Regions from separate parts of the Mus musculus genome. Here all the other regions are linked to region 2. The links are chromatin contacts, called in public Hi-C and HiChIP or PLAC-seq maps. All regions are on one chromosome and are shown on one strand. The core of a region is the stretch at or near the end of the contact, and the rest is flanking DNA. Distances in the headings are between cores, read along the strand shown. Region 1 has its middle 12 kb from the start of Samsn1. Region 2 holds the start of Hspa13 (heat shock protein 70 family, member 13). Region 3 has its middle 16 kb from the start of Gm15555.

The links. Hi-C and Micro-C count contacts between places; a contact is called where the count stands out from the background. HiChIP or PLAC-seq counts read pairs in DNA pulled down with a chosen protein or histone mark.
Region 1: a Hi-C map of B cells shows a contact between it and region 2, with 1.7 times the contacts expected there. The contact joins the enhancer-like site here to the promoter of Hspa13 in region 2. A contact is called at or near these places in 13 of 484 Hi-C or Micro-C datasets (B cells, CD4 T cells, the G1E-ER4 cell line and 9 more), 5 of 115 datasets of contacts at active chromatin or transcription factors (CD8 T cells, the HPC-7 cell line, bone marrow-derived dendritic cells and 2 more) and 1 of 9 other capture datasets (liver).
Region 3: an H3K4me3 HiChIP or PLAC-seq map of bone marrow-derived macrophages shows a contact between it and region 2, with 3 times the contacts expected there. The contact joins the enhancer-like site here to the promoter of Hspa13 in region 2. A contact is called at or near these places in 2 of 484 Hi-C or Micro-C datasets (bone marrow-derived macrophages and nephron progenitors), 4 of 115 datasets of contacts at active chromatin or transcription factors (bone marrow-derived macrophages and embryonic stem cells) and 3 of 9 other capture datasets (adipose tissue, embryonic stem cells and liver).

Annotation. Positions count from the first base shown.
Region 1 is chr16:75,919,555-75,923,411 of GRCm38.p6, reverse strand. No RefSeq gene overlaps it. Among named protein-coding and RNA genes, the nearest start is that of Samsn1, 12 kb to the right of the region's middle. Within about 2 kb of position 2,156, at least 50 of the 459 cell types and tissues checked have an H3K27ac peak or open chromatin away from gene starts, as enhancers often do. A contact at or near this core is called in B cells, CD8 T cells, bone marrow-derived dendritic cells and 4 more, where this site is marked.
Region 2 is chr16:75,764,138-75,768,123 of GRCm38.p6, reverse strand. It overlaps Hspa13 (heat shock protein 70 family, member 13), which reads left to right and starts at 1,306. Exons shown (of 5, transcript NM_030201.3): 1 at 1,306-1,389; 2 at 2,840-3,180. The coding sequence starts at 1,365.
Region 3 is chr16:75,982,465-75,986,415 of GRCm38.p6, reverse strand. No RefSeq gene overlaps it. Among named protein-coding and RNA genes, the nearest start is that of Gm15555, 16 kb to the left of the region's middle. Within about 2 kb of position 2,440, at least 46 of the 459 cell types and tissues checked have an H3K27ac peak or open chromatin away from gene starts, as enhancers often do. A contact at or near this core is called in bone marrow-derived macrophages, where this site is marked.

The sequences.
Region 1 (3,857 bases), core at 907-3,406, 150 kb before region 2:
CAGGATGCCAGCTCTTTTGGATGATAGGCCGAACTTATTTCACTATAACATTGTCTTTGGTACATTTGCAACAACTTCATTTCTTTTGTATTATGTACACCAGTGCCCAAGAAGTTGAAAGAGGGTATCTTAATCACTGAGCTGGCATTATGGAAGGTTCTAAGACACTATGTTGAATGGGAATGGAACCTAAGTCCTCTGTAAGATGAACAAGTGCTATTAACTACCGAGACATCTCTCCAGCCCCCAAGCCTAATTATTTTGGTGGGTGCATACTATTCTCCAAACATATTCTCATTCATAACCTGACCATTGGTTAACACCTCCTACAGCTTTCATTCTCCCTCTTCTCCTCCCCCTCCTCCCCCTCCCCCTCCTCCTCCTCTCCTCCCTCTCCTCCCCCTCCTCCTCCTCCTCCTCTCCTCCTCCCCCTCCTCCTCCTCCTCCTCCTCCTCTCTTTTTCCTCCTCCTTCTTCTTGCTTTCATTCTTTTTTAACACATTTGTTTTAAGAAATTGCTTCCTTTTGCCAGAGCATACCTACAACTCTCATGTCCACTTCTATCATACTCTGTGTTCACTATTGAAAGGCCTGTACCTTTTCCTGCATCTCTAGGTATGTGGCACATTCCTATTTTCTCATAAGTGAAACATCCCCTTACCTTTTTAACAGATAGTTGTTCTACTCAGTCCTTTCACTAAGTGTACAACGCACATTGCCTTGTCTTTGTGTCAGTCACCTGGCTTCCCACTAATAACTTGTGGAAAGCCATGCACACGTCAACCTAGCATTGGACTACCCTGGTAAAGTGTTCAAGCCAGTGTAGACAGTCAGTAAATTTTAAATAAAGGATATAAGGTCTTCCCTTGAGACGAGAAGCCTGGCAGGTGGATCCCAGAAGCAATGACTTAGTGTAACTAGGAGTTCTGCTGAGGGATATCACAACGCAAGACGTAGGACAAGCATAGGAATCAGCTGTAGACGTCTCCCTTGCTGTGATGTCTATTCCATTACTGAAGGGATTTCTTCAATACTAACCTCCAGCTGAGACGACCTTGATTGGCTGAAACAGAGAAGATGATTCTGTGGAAATGATATGACATAATTACTGGCTAGATCTCGACTTCTAAAAGTCACAAGTCCATGCTTCCACCTGGGGTCTTATCACATTGTACACTTCTTTTCTGTTGAAAAAAAAATTATCAGTTGTCCAAGGCACCATCTCCACAAAAGAGAGTTTAGAGATTCAAAATCCAATATTCAGAGATTAGAGGGTCATATGCTACTGGAGGTGGGATCTGTAACTTCCATCACTGGGGAAGAAGTGATTTCATTTCCATGAATGTTTGCCAGAGAGCTAGTGTCTCAGAATCAGTCTGCAATCAGGAGCTGACCTGAAAGAAAGGGAAATGCAAATAGTCAGGTTCCCATATGCATAAAATCAGAATAAGTACTTCACACAAAGGCTGTTAGGGTAAAATAATATATGTAAAAAGGTGTGGAAGCCTTGGGACAAAATGTTCTATAGATCAATAATAGATCATTATCATCATTAAGAAGGTATGTGAATTTATATTATGGATTTCACCATAAAACAAAGTATTTTTTTCCAAATGATTCCCGGTCTGGGTTTCAACAAATTTCCAGTCCTTTTAAGTCACCACATTCAGCACTCACTGACTACACCGCATCCTTTTCACTGAGGAGGGGTATGGATTCTGGGGTTCTAATCATGGCACTTGTCAGTCTAGGAAGATGTCTTGAAGTATGCATACTTCTGGAGAAGAGATTCATTCAATAACACTTCCTGAACCGGCATCTTCACTGAGCTGAATGACAGTGCAAACAATAGGCCTACATTCTGCCTTCAAGGTACATAAAAGAAAAGTCAAGCATCTAGGGGGATGTGCCTGAAGAAGGTCCTGTGAAGAGTCAACAAACAGAACAGTGTCTTACTGATAACAAGGAGCCAGACATGTCCAAAGAAAAGAAACAAAACAAAGCAAGCACTTCATCCCTAAGTAAAGGCCAAGACAAGAGAGAAAAGAATGGTTGGCTGAGCACAGTAAGACAAGTCCACATGATCTGATGAGGGAAAGGGCAGTACAGAGCCAGGGGGAGAGGCTCAGATGTTAAGGCTTTCCAAGTTACAGGAATGACTGTGAAGTTCAGCGGCAAACCCACAATGAAGTACTAGCCTGAAATATAAGTGAAAGCAGAACTTACTGTTCTTATAGAAATTTCCCCTGGTTAGGCATAAACATCACAGTCAAATACCATGACAGCACGTGACAATACAAGAATATCAAGGTAGCAGTAAAGATAGGCACTCTGGCTTTAGAAGTTGGGAGGGACACACTACCAGAAAGTTGTGTGTCACAACGTGACAACTTTCTGAATTGACTTCACATGCCACATCCTTTTCACTCAAGAGGGATGAAAGACCACATCCTGGAAGGTGGGTGGGGCCCGAGGACTAGCCATGTCATGATTTGCACTGTTGCAGTAGATGGAATTCAGATTTACTAAGGCATTTTCCACATCAGAAAGTTTGTGCATACTGTGAGATTTAATCCCAACGCCAATCCCAAGAGGAAATAGTTCACCACTGTAACCAATATCAGGACTTAGATCTATAGAGCATACACTGGTCCCAAGTTCACATGACATGTCTGAACTCAATGCTATATTAGTTTTACAGGGTCCCATTACTTTTGTCACCTCAGAAGTCCTCGTGCCTAGGAGAAGCAGAATTTTCAGCCAAGCTTTTCCACAGACGACTAATTATCTAAGTATGTAGCTCACTGTGAGGACACTTTAGGTGCTCAGAATTCTTGGCCCTGAAATAGAACAGAGTCTGATTCCTACCCAACCTGATTTTGTTTTGTACTACATTGTTTGTCTTGGGCTGCTGGGCACAAATGTTAATGAGGCTAATTGAGTCATCAGTCTACTCAGTTGACAATGAAAATCTAGCATTCCTTTCTCACAAATAGAGCTTTTAAGAACAAGTTTGCTTATGAGAGAGAAACATAAATGGGTTGCACATATGTCATAACAAGGTCCTGTAAAGGACCATTCTAATTTGCTTCCTAGTAAGGAGAAACACAAAGGCTTTAGAGAAAGAGCTTTGGCAGCTGGGAGGGGCTGAGCTTCACTGTGGTTTACAATTTGGGTAGGATCCTCGTGTTGTGTGTGGGGTGGAGAGGCACTGTGTGCTATGTATTATACTGATTTTCTTAGAGATCTCCTGTGCGTCCCTTCTTGATCAATGGTAAAAGTGGAATTCTAAAGAAGTGAAGTTACTTCATATATATATAAGACATGATAAAGATTTAATTTTGTTGTGCTGTAGTTTTACACTAAAAGCATCCACACTATTTTGTTCCTTTGTTACTGGACTAACACACAAACATTTCGCCTTGTAATTGTATGGTAGAAAGAGAGGAGGACATGAAGATGATGGGAATCCTTTTCATAAGCGGTTTATATATTACCATTTATAGTTTCACAACTATAGCGTTCTCTCAATTGATAAGGTCTGAACGACTATTCTGAGCATTCATGATATTTCCATAAATCTCTGATGAATGAAGATATAAAGGAGATAAAAATGGTCTTTCTCTTCCCGTTTAAGGATTGCTTTTCTAAGGAAAGGAAGTACAGATATATCTCTTCAGCAATATTTTATTAATTTCATTTCTTCTTCAGAAGGTTGACAGGAAATCATACTCTATCGATCCGTGTAACCTACCTTCCTCTGGTGATTCTGAGGAACAAAGTATGATCTTAGCAGGGGATTTAAATAGCATATGTCAGAAATAGTACTTTCAGACTAAGGTTGACTTTTTTTTTTTT
Region 2 (3,986 bases), core at 57-2,556:
ATGTTTTATATACTAAAAACCACCTGTATCCTCCCCCTCAATAATTGTGGTTAATCTTTTCGTCTTGCTGGGATTCAGAATCATCATGGAAGTAAACTTCCGGGTATGTATATGAGGGCGTTTCTGACCTGATTAATTGAGGCGAAAAGACTTCGCCTAACTATGAGCACTGCTATTCCGACATCCAGCAGGTTCAAGGCTGAATTAGAGAGAGAGAGAGAGAGAGAGAGAGAGAGAGAGAGAGATGCCTTCGTTTCCTGTCTCTGCTTCCTGACTGGGTGCAATGGGGACAGCTGGTTAAAAGGTCTTGCCTCCGTGACTTCCTTGCTATGAGGAACTGTACCATTGAACTTTGAGCCAAAATAAATCTTGTCTTCTTCAAATTGCTTTGCTAACGTGTCTTATGGCGCCAGGGGAAAAGTGATCGGATAGTCAACACGTGAAAGGACGGACCTGTCCAGGAAGACAATTCTGGCCATTTATGACATAATTAAAACGAAAAGTAGAATGTATCTTTCCATATTAGTTGGTAATAGCATATGTGAATGTTAATATTAGATTTGAAAATATCTTGGATAAACCATGCGGTCCTGGACAAACTTCATTCCTGACGAGCCCGTGAAATAATTTACTGCCAACAGCATCGGGCTGGCATTGCATTTAATGACTGCAAGGATATTTGCAAAGCAACGAACAGGTACACCAGAGGTGGGGTCTCCGGTAGGACTGCCCCACTGTGGAATGCTAAGGGGACTTCGGAGGGCTTAGGAGAAGTCTATCTAGAATCTTGATTTCGACCAAAGACGCATAAACCTTAAAAAAGAGGCTGAACAACAAAACGAAACAAAAAACAAAAACAAACAAACAAAAAAACCGGAAGTTTGAATTCCCCGCCTGCCTGGCAACGCAACCCACCTCGGAATCTTAATTGGTTTTATCCTCTTTATGCCTTCCAAGCTCTGGACAGTCCAGAACTGCAGTTCCCACAATACAACGCGGTGAGGCGGGGCTACAGGGACTTTTTTTTTTTTTTTTTTTTTTTTTTTTTAACCGCGAGTAAGCTCGCAGCGTTTTGGGTTTGATGAATGACAAACTCTGGCCTTTCCCAGACGCTGCTCCCACAACAAAGCCTGGTTTGTTGGGCCTTCGTGCGTGGGGAGGCCGAGTCTTCCCTCACTGGCCTGAGTAAAATCCGCCCCGCGGCCTCATGGTAGATGGAGTCATTGCTGTGGTGGAAATCGTAGTTCCTCCGGCTAATTCGGAGCCGACGGACTACATTTCCCAGGAGGCTGCGCGACAGCCGGCGACTAGGGGGCGGTGCCTCCCATCGGTACAGTCATCCTTCTGCCTGTTCGGCGGGACTGATGGCCGGAGAGATGACGATCTTAGGTCAGTATCTCAGGGGTCCCTGCAACTATGGAAGTCGACGGGGAAGTTCGACGAGGTCTGGGTGGGCAAGGGTTGGTTGTCTCACTCTCTGAATCACAGGTCACGCAGCCGAAGGGAGCCTGAAAAGGGGGCTAAGGCTGTTTGGAGCTGGTGGGGGCGGGGCGTCTGGAGTCGGGGGTCTGACTTGCCGGAGGCCTCTTGGGGTCGTGCCACCAGCCACAGGTCTGAGAGACGAGGGCCTAGGAATGCTAACGACCTCGGTCTTGAATGGGTAGCCGAAATCGGTTCTCTGTGCGAGAACCCACTGTGAATAAGAAGGGGATCTCGAGATTGAAGACTCTTGGCTTCACTCGGGATGCGGAATTGGGAGGGATTCAAGTCCCTGTGCATTCTTAGATGGATTCTCTTTTGAACATACCGATTGGGAATCAACATTCCCTTGCCAAACGCTGAGATGCTTTTGAGATTTGTCTGTAGGTGGGAAGAGACAAGTGGATAGGTTCTTGGTCTGCTATGATGTGCCAGGCGTTGATTTGAAGGAGCTAGCAATTACCAACAGCACTACCGAGTGACATTATGGGTTTGAGTGGGGACAGGTGTATTACGCAGACTAGTGAAACCAAATCAGATATTAATTCTAAACTCAAAGTGATGTTCTTATTCGCTTTTGTGTACAATATGCCTGATGTTTCTATATGATCTTTTCCCTTAAATATTTGCTGAGCCTCTGCTCTTCATGGGCCGTACTATTCAATGGTGACTAGAACTTGCCTTCGGGAAGTTTACATATTGTTGCTATCAGGGTTAGCACTTGCATACTTCTTCCCTAATATCTATTTTGAAAAGTATATCCTTAATGAATGCTTATATATGCAAAATCTCTTCTGGACTCTATGAGGTAACAGTAGTGCCTAAGCAGTTTTCAGATCAACATATCCAACTTACGTATTTTATCCTTTTGAATGGGTAAAGACGATAACCAAACAGGTTAGACTTACATACCAAAGCTGTCTCTGTGGGAATTTCATAATGGCATTTCATTTTAGTAATAACAGGTAAAAACTGTTTATGAAGCTATCAATCTAAATAGCAATAATCCAAGAAAACTGGATTGTATTTAGCTTTAGTTTCACATTTGTGATATTTTCATTCAACAACAGCATAATGGTTATTTAAATATCTTTACATTTTATTCCTTTATTATCATGTAACGGATTATACAAAAATACATTTGTGAGGGCTTTTGGTTTTTGAGGGTTTTTTTTTTCTCCTTTGTTTTTAATTGTACCCCGATGGAATGTTAAAAACTTGATGTCCAAAAGAAGTAGCTAATAATCCTATAAAGTGAAATATTTTATGTTTTGTTTTAAAAGTGCTACTAAGAAGATGTTGCTATAGGTACAGTATATGGTGGTAGCTTCATAAAAACTTATCTTTTTACCTTTTGCAGGTTCAGCTGTTTTGACTCTCCTCTTGGCGGGCTACTTGGCACAACAGTATTTACCATTGCCTACGCCAAAAGTGATTGGCATTGACCTGGGTACCACCTACTGTTCGGTTGGTGTATTTTTTCCCGGGACAGGAAAAGTGAAGGTGATTCCAGATGAAAACGGGCATATCAGCATCCCCAGCATGGTGTCCTTCACGGACGGTGATGTGTATGTGGGCTATGAGAGCCTAGAGCTGGCTGATTCAAATCCTCAAAACACAATCTATGATGCCAAACGGTTCATCGGGAAGATCTTCACCCCGGAGGAGCTGGAGGCTGAAGTTGGCAGATACCCATTTAAGGTAGGAAACTAATCTACACTCTGCGTCCATTTGATTTAACGGTGCTGTTTGAATTATGTGTCAGGGAATTGTATTCTCTCAGTGAGAAATCCCACAGCAGCTGCAGGGTGGATCAGTTCAGTGACTTCCTGGTGCTACCAGGTCAGGATATGGGGCCTTGCTGTGCACTCATCCCGCCATCATCACAGTTCCAGTTAGTTCTCTCAAGACATTTTAGGAAGGATGCTGAAGCCCCGTGGACTGTGAATAGGTATTCTCTATGTGTGTACATTTTGTATGCGTACAACATTTGTACACTTGCTGTCGTGCTTTCTGGCTTATTTGAAGTGTGTCAGTATGTTACACACATGTAGTGCATGTACCTCACTAGCTTTAATGGCTGTGGAACTGCTATTTTATTACAGAGTTACTCTATCTCAGCACTACCTCTTATACTTTGCTAGTGTCACACTAATTTTTGAAGTTCAGTATATATATATACATATACATATATATGCGTATATGTGTGTGTATATATATGTGTGCATGTATGTGTATATATATGTATGTGTAGATATATGTATACACACACACACACACACACACACACACACATATATATATATATATCTTTGTGTCTGTTAGAAATTGCCTGCCTTATGGAATTTTGAGTTGGATATATATGTGTGGGTTTTTTTTTAATAGTTATTTTATTTATTTACATTCCAGACCTTACCCCCTTCCTGGTCCCCCCTCCCAACAGTTCCTCAACCCATTCCCTCTTCCCCTTGCTCACCCCACACCAGGCCTCCCCCTTCCCTGGGGCC
Region 3 (3,951 bases), core at 1,191-3,690, 220 kb before region 2:
CTACCCCTTCCAGCTGTTCACTCCTTCTTGTATGGATAGGAGATTAATTCTTTTAGGGCAAGTTCTCAAAGGGAAGTATAGATATTGGCCTCTGATTGGTCCTTTCACAAATTATAGATTCCAAAATGTCCAGGGTTGACCACATCATGACATTTTGATGTCAACTAAATTGACCAGGATGCCCAGACTCTTAACTAAATAAACAAATATGGAAGACATTTTTCAATTCTGAACACATGCTAGATACCTGTCCATAGCATTTTGTATTAAATTTTTTTAAATGAATTTTTATTTTATTAACTTGGTCTGGGAGATGTCCTAGTGAAAACAGTGATTACCCTGTAAACATGGTGACCTGAGGTCATGGGTCATGGGTCCCAGAACGCATGTAAAGTCAGATACTACATCACTATACTCGGAGTCTCTGGGCTCCTATGGCGAGATGGGTGGTGGACACAAGAGAATGTGCTAGGATTCCAGCAATAGGACACCATGATCAAGGTAATCTATAGAATGAAGGGTTTATTTGGCTTACGACTCTGGGGGAATGAGTCCATCATGGAGGAGAAGCATTTAACATGGGAACAACATGCATGTTGGCTGGGCTAGAGGCTGAGACCTCACATCTTGAACCATAAGCAGGAAACAAAGAGAGACAACTCAGAAAGGCATGAATCTTGAAACTTCAAAGTCTGCCCCTAGTAACTTACTCCCCCTTGTAAGGCCACCCCTCCTAAACCTCCAAAACTCAAGTATTCAGATACTTAAGGTTTCTGGGGTGTGACTCATTCAAACCAGCACATTTCACTCCCTGCCTCCCATAGTCTTGTGGCCCTATATTAATGCCAAATGCATTAAGAACCTCAACAGTTACCATATTCTTTCAATATCAACACTACTTAGGAGCGAATTCCAAAGTATCTTCTGAGACTTAAGGCAACATCTTACTTTTAACCCTGTCTTAAAAAAAAACAAACAACGACAATTAAAAAAAAAAAAACCCCTCAAAACCAAAAAGACAAAGTACATACTCCAACAAATATTAGAATGGAACATACATTGCAGTCCCAGAAGGGAAGAATGGGGACTAGCTCATAGTGAGAATAGAGTAGATCAATGAAAGACTAAAAGCCATCAGGAAACTCAAGCCCTGTGTCTAATGTGTAAGGGCTTAGATGGCTCTGTTCTTTCTTTTATGCTGCCTGCAACTTCGTTCTTTCTCTTGGGATGGTTCTACTCCCTGTGTGCAGTACTCTTTGGCATATTTCGCATGGCCTTGGCAAGTCCAACATCTCGTGGTCTTTAATGTAACCCAGGATTCCTTTATACAGCTTTACCCAAAGGCCTCATCCCAAGACCCCTCTGATACAAACCTAGCTTTAGCAGCTCTCCATAACAGTAGAGGAAGATGCCATGACCCATTTTCTTCTGTGTTCTTTATGATTCTAAAGCCAGAGCTATGTGGACAACATTGCCTTGTTTGACTGCCAACTTGGGGTGAGCCCACCTCCCCTTGAATCACATGGGCAGCAGCTTGTGTTTCTTGTTGCTTTGTAGGAGCAGAAACTTCTTTAAAGTCTTTTCCTGTCACAAGCTGGAAGAACAGCTGGGTGGGGTCTTAGCTGGATGGAGTTGGGCCATTGCCTTTGTTCCAAATGCATTTCGACCCCTCCATAATGGTACACATTTCCTTAACAGCTACAGCCTCTCTTCCAGCACAAGCCTTGGCTTGAACATTAAACTTTCCAGTGTCCTTCTTTTCTCAAGACTCTTATCTTGTATTTATTTCTGCCCCATTTGCCTGTTTCTCACTGTAGATCTGCCCAAAGGTGTCGTCAAATAACCATGTGACAGAATCAGTACTAGGCTGCCTTGAAATCTCCTCCACCAAAGAAATTATTCCACAACTTTAAAATTTAAGCTCAGGCAAGTTCTTAGGGGAAGGACAAAAAGTAGCCACATGTTTGCCCAAACATCACAAGAATGGTCTCCAGTCCAGTTGCTAATATTGGTCCCCCTAAGACATCATGTGCTTGGTCTTTATAGTATGCAAAGCCCTCAGCACTCCTGACTTTCTAGGTCCTATTAGAATGTCCCACTGAGTTCTCTTTAGAGTGTTCAACTACTTTTCTAGTTCAAAGTATCCAAATCTTCCATAATTGTGGAAAAATCCACATGGTCAGGTCTGTCTCTGTAATACCTGACTCCCATGTTCCAATTTCTGCCTCAGGTTTTTCTTTTCATGACCAAGGCCACTTATAAAAGGAGGAGATTATTTGGTGCATGGTTCCAGAGAGATAAGAATCATGGCATTGTGACAGGAAAGCATGTGAACATACATCAGGTATGTCGGCTGGAGCAGTAGTTTAGCTCACATGAAAAACCACAACCAGGAAGCAAAGAAAGAAGACATAAAATGACATGAGTCACTTAAAACCACAAGCTTGTCTTTAGTGACATACTTCCTTCAGCAAATACACATTTCTGAGTCCTTCCTAATGGCCACCAACTGGAGGCCAAGAATCCAAATGCCTAAGAGTTATGGGGTACATCTCATTCAAATGATGGCAGTCAGCTACCCTGGCATACACAGAGGTATGTAACAGATACCCTTTCCTAAACAAGTTACTAGGAAGGACTTGAAGTTGTCCTTTGGACTTTGCATATGCATAAAAAGGTACACACACACACACACACACACACACACACACACACAAACACACACGGACAAACACATACACAGACATACAGATACATACACAAACACACAGGCACACACAGAGTAACACACATACACACACACATAGGCATACACACAAACACACAGGCACACACAGAAGCACACATACAATCACAGAAACATACTCACAGAGAAACACATACAGACATATGGTCACAAATACACATATAGACATACATACATATACACAAACTCACAGACACACACATATACATTCACACACATATTCACACACATATACACAAACACATAGACATACAAATATACAGATACAGAGATACACATATATTCATATACACAAACACACACACAGACATACACACACACACACACACACACACACACACATATAAGATAAAAAAAGATAAAATAAGTTCATTTGCTATTGGCCATCTGCTGCTGTGATTGTGGCCTACCCTTGAGAATAGTCTGTTTCCCAGAGAGACAGTTTAGAGAAGATTAAATTTTTATTTGCAAGTGGTTACGAATTGGGGGTAGCTTTTGTGTTATGAAGGCCTTATGTGCCCATTTCTCCTTTTGGCTATAGGATCCCATCTTGTCCAGACTATGCCGGCTTGGTGGATGCTGATGCTGCATCAGTCTGCGAGTTCATGTGTGCTGGGATCCTCAGAGCTTCTTCTTTCCTCAGTGTCCTCCATCCCCTCTGGTTCTTATACTCTCTGCTTCCTCTTCCCCAGGGTTGCTTCGATTGATCTTTGAGTCAGCAGAATTCGTTAGGAGCCATCTTATTGCAATGGAACAGTGGCATTTGGTTTCCCTCTAGACCCCTGGCCTGTCTACTCTCAAGCTCTTTGTCACCTGAGCAGTGTAGCATAAGGATTCCCTATTGTGGAGTGGGCTTTAACTCAAGTCAGATATTGGCTGTTTGAACATAAGCCTTGTGCCATGGTTGCATTGACACATTAAAAGAAACTTTTGTAATTAGTTTTGCTTTAACCCCGAGGTTTATAGAAAAGGCTAAACTTGGCTTTAAGGGCTATCAACAGTGAGAAAAAGCTGCAACCAAGTTGGTTGTGTGCACAGGATGTGTGTATTTATCCACACATACAAGTCAAACTCCTTGCTTCAATCATCATATTGCTATCCTTTATCACAGCAGAAACAGTAAAGATGAGTTCATGCTGTCAAGCCTGAACAAGCATCAATATTGTTTTCTCTTTACTCAGTTTAGCCTCTGATTCCTATCCCCA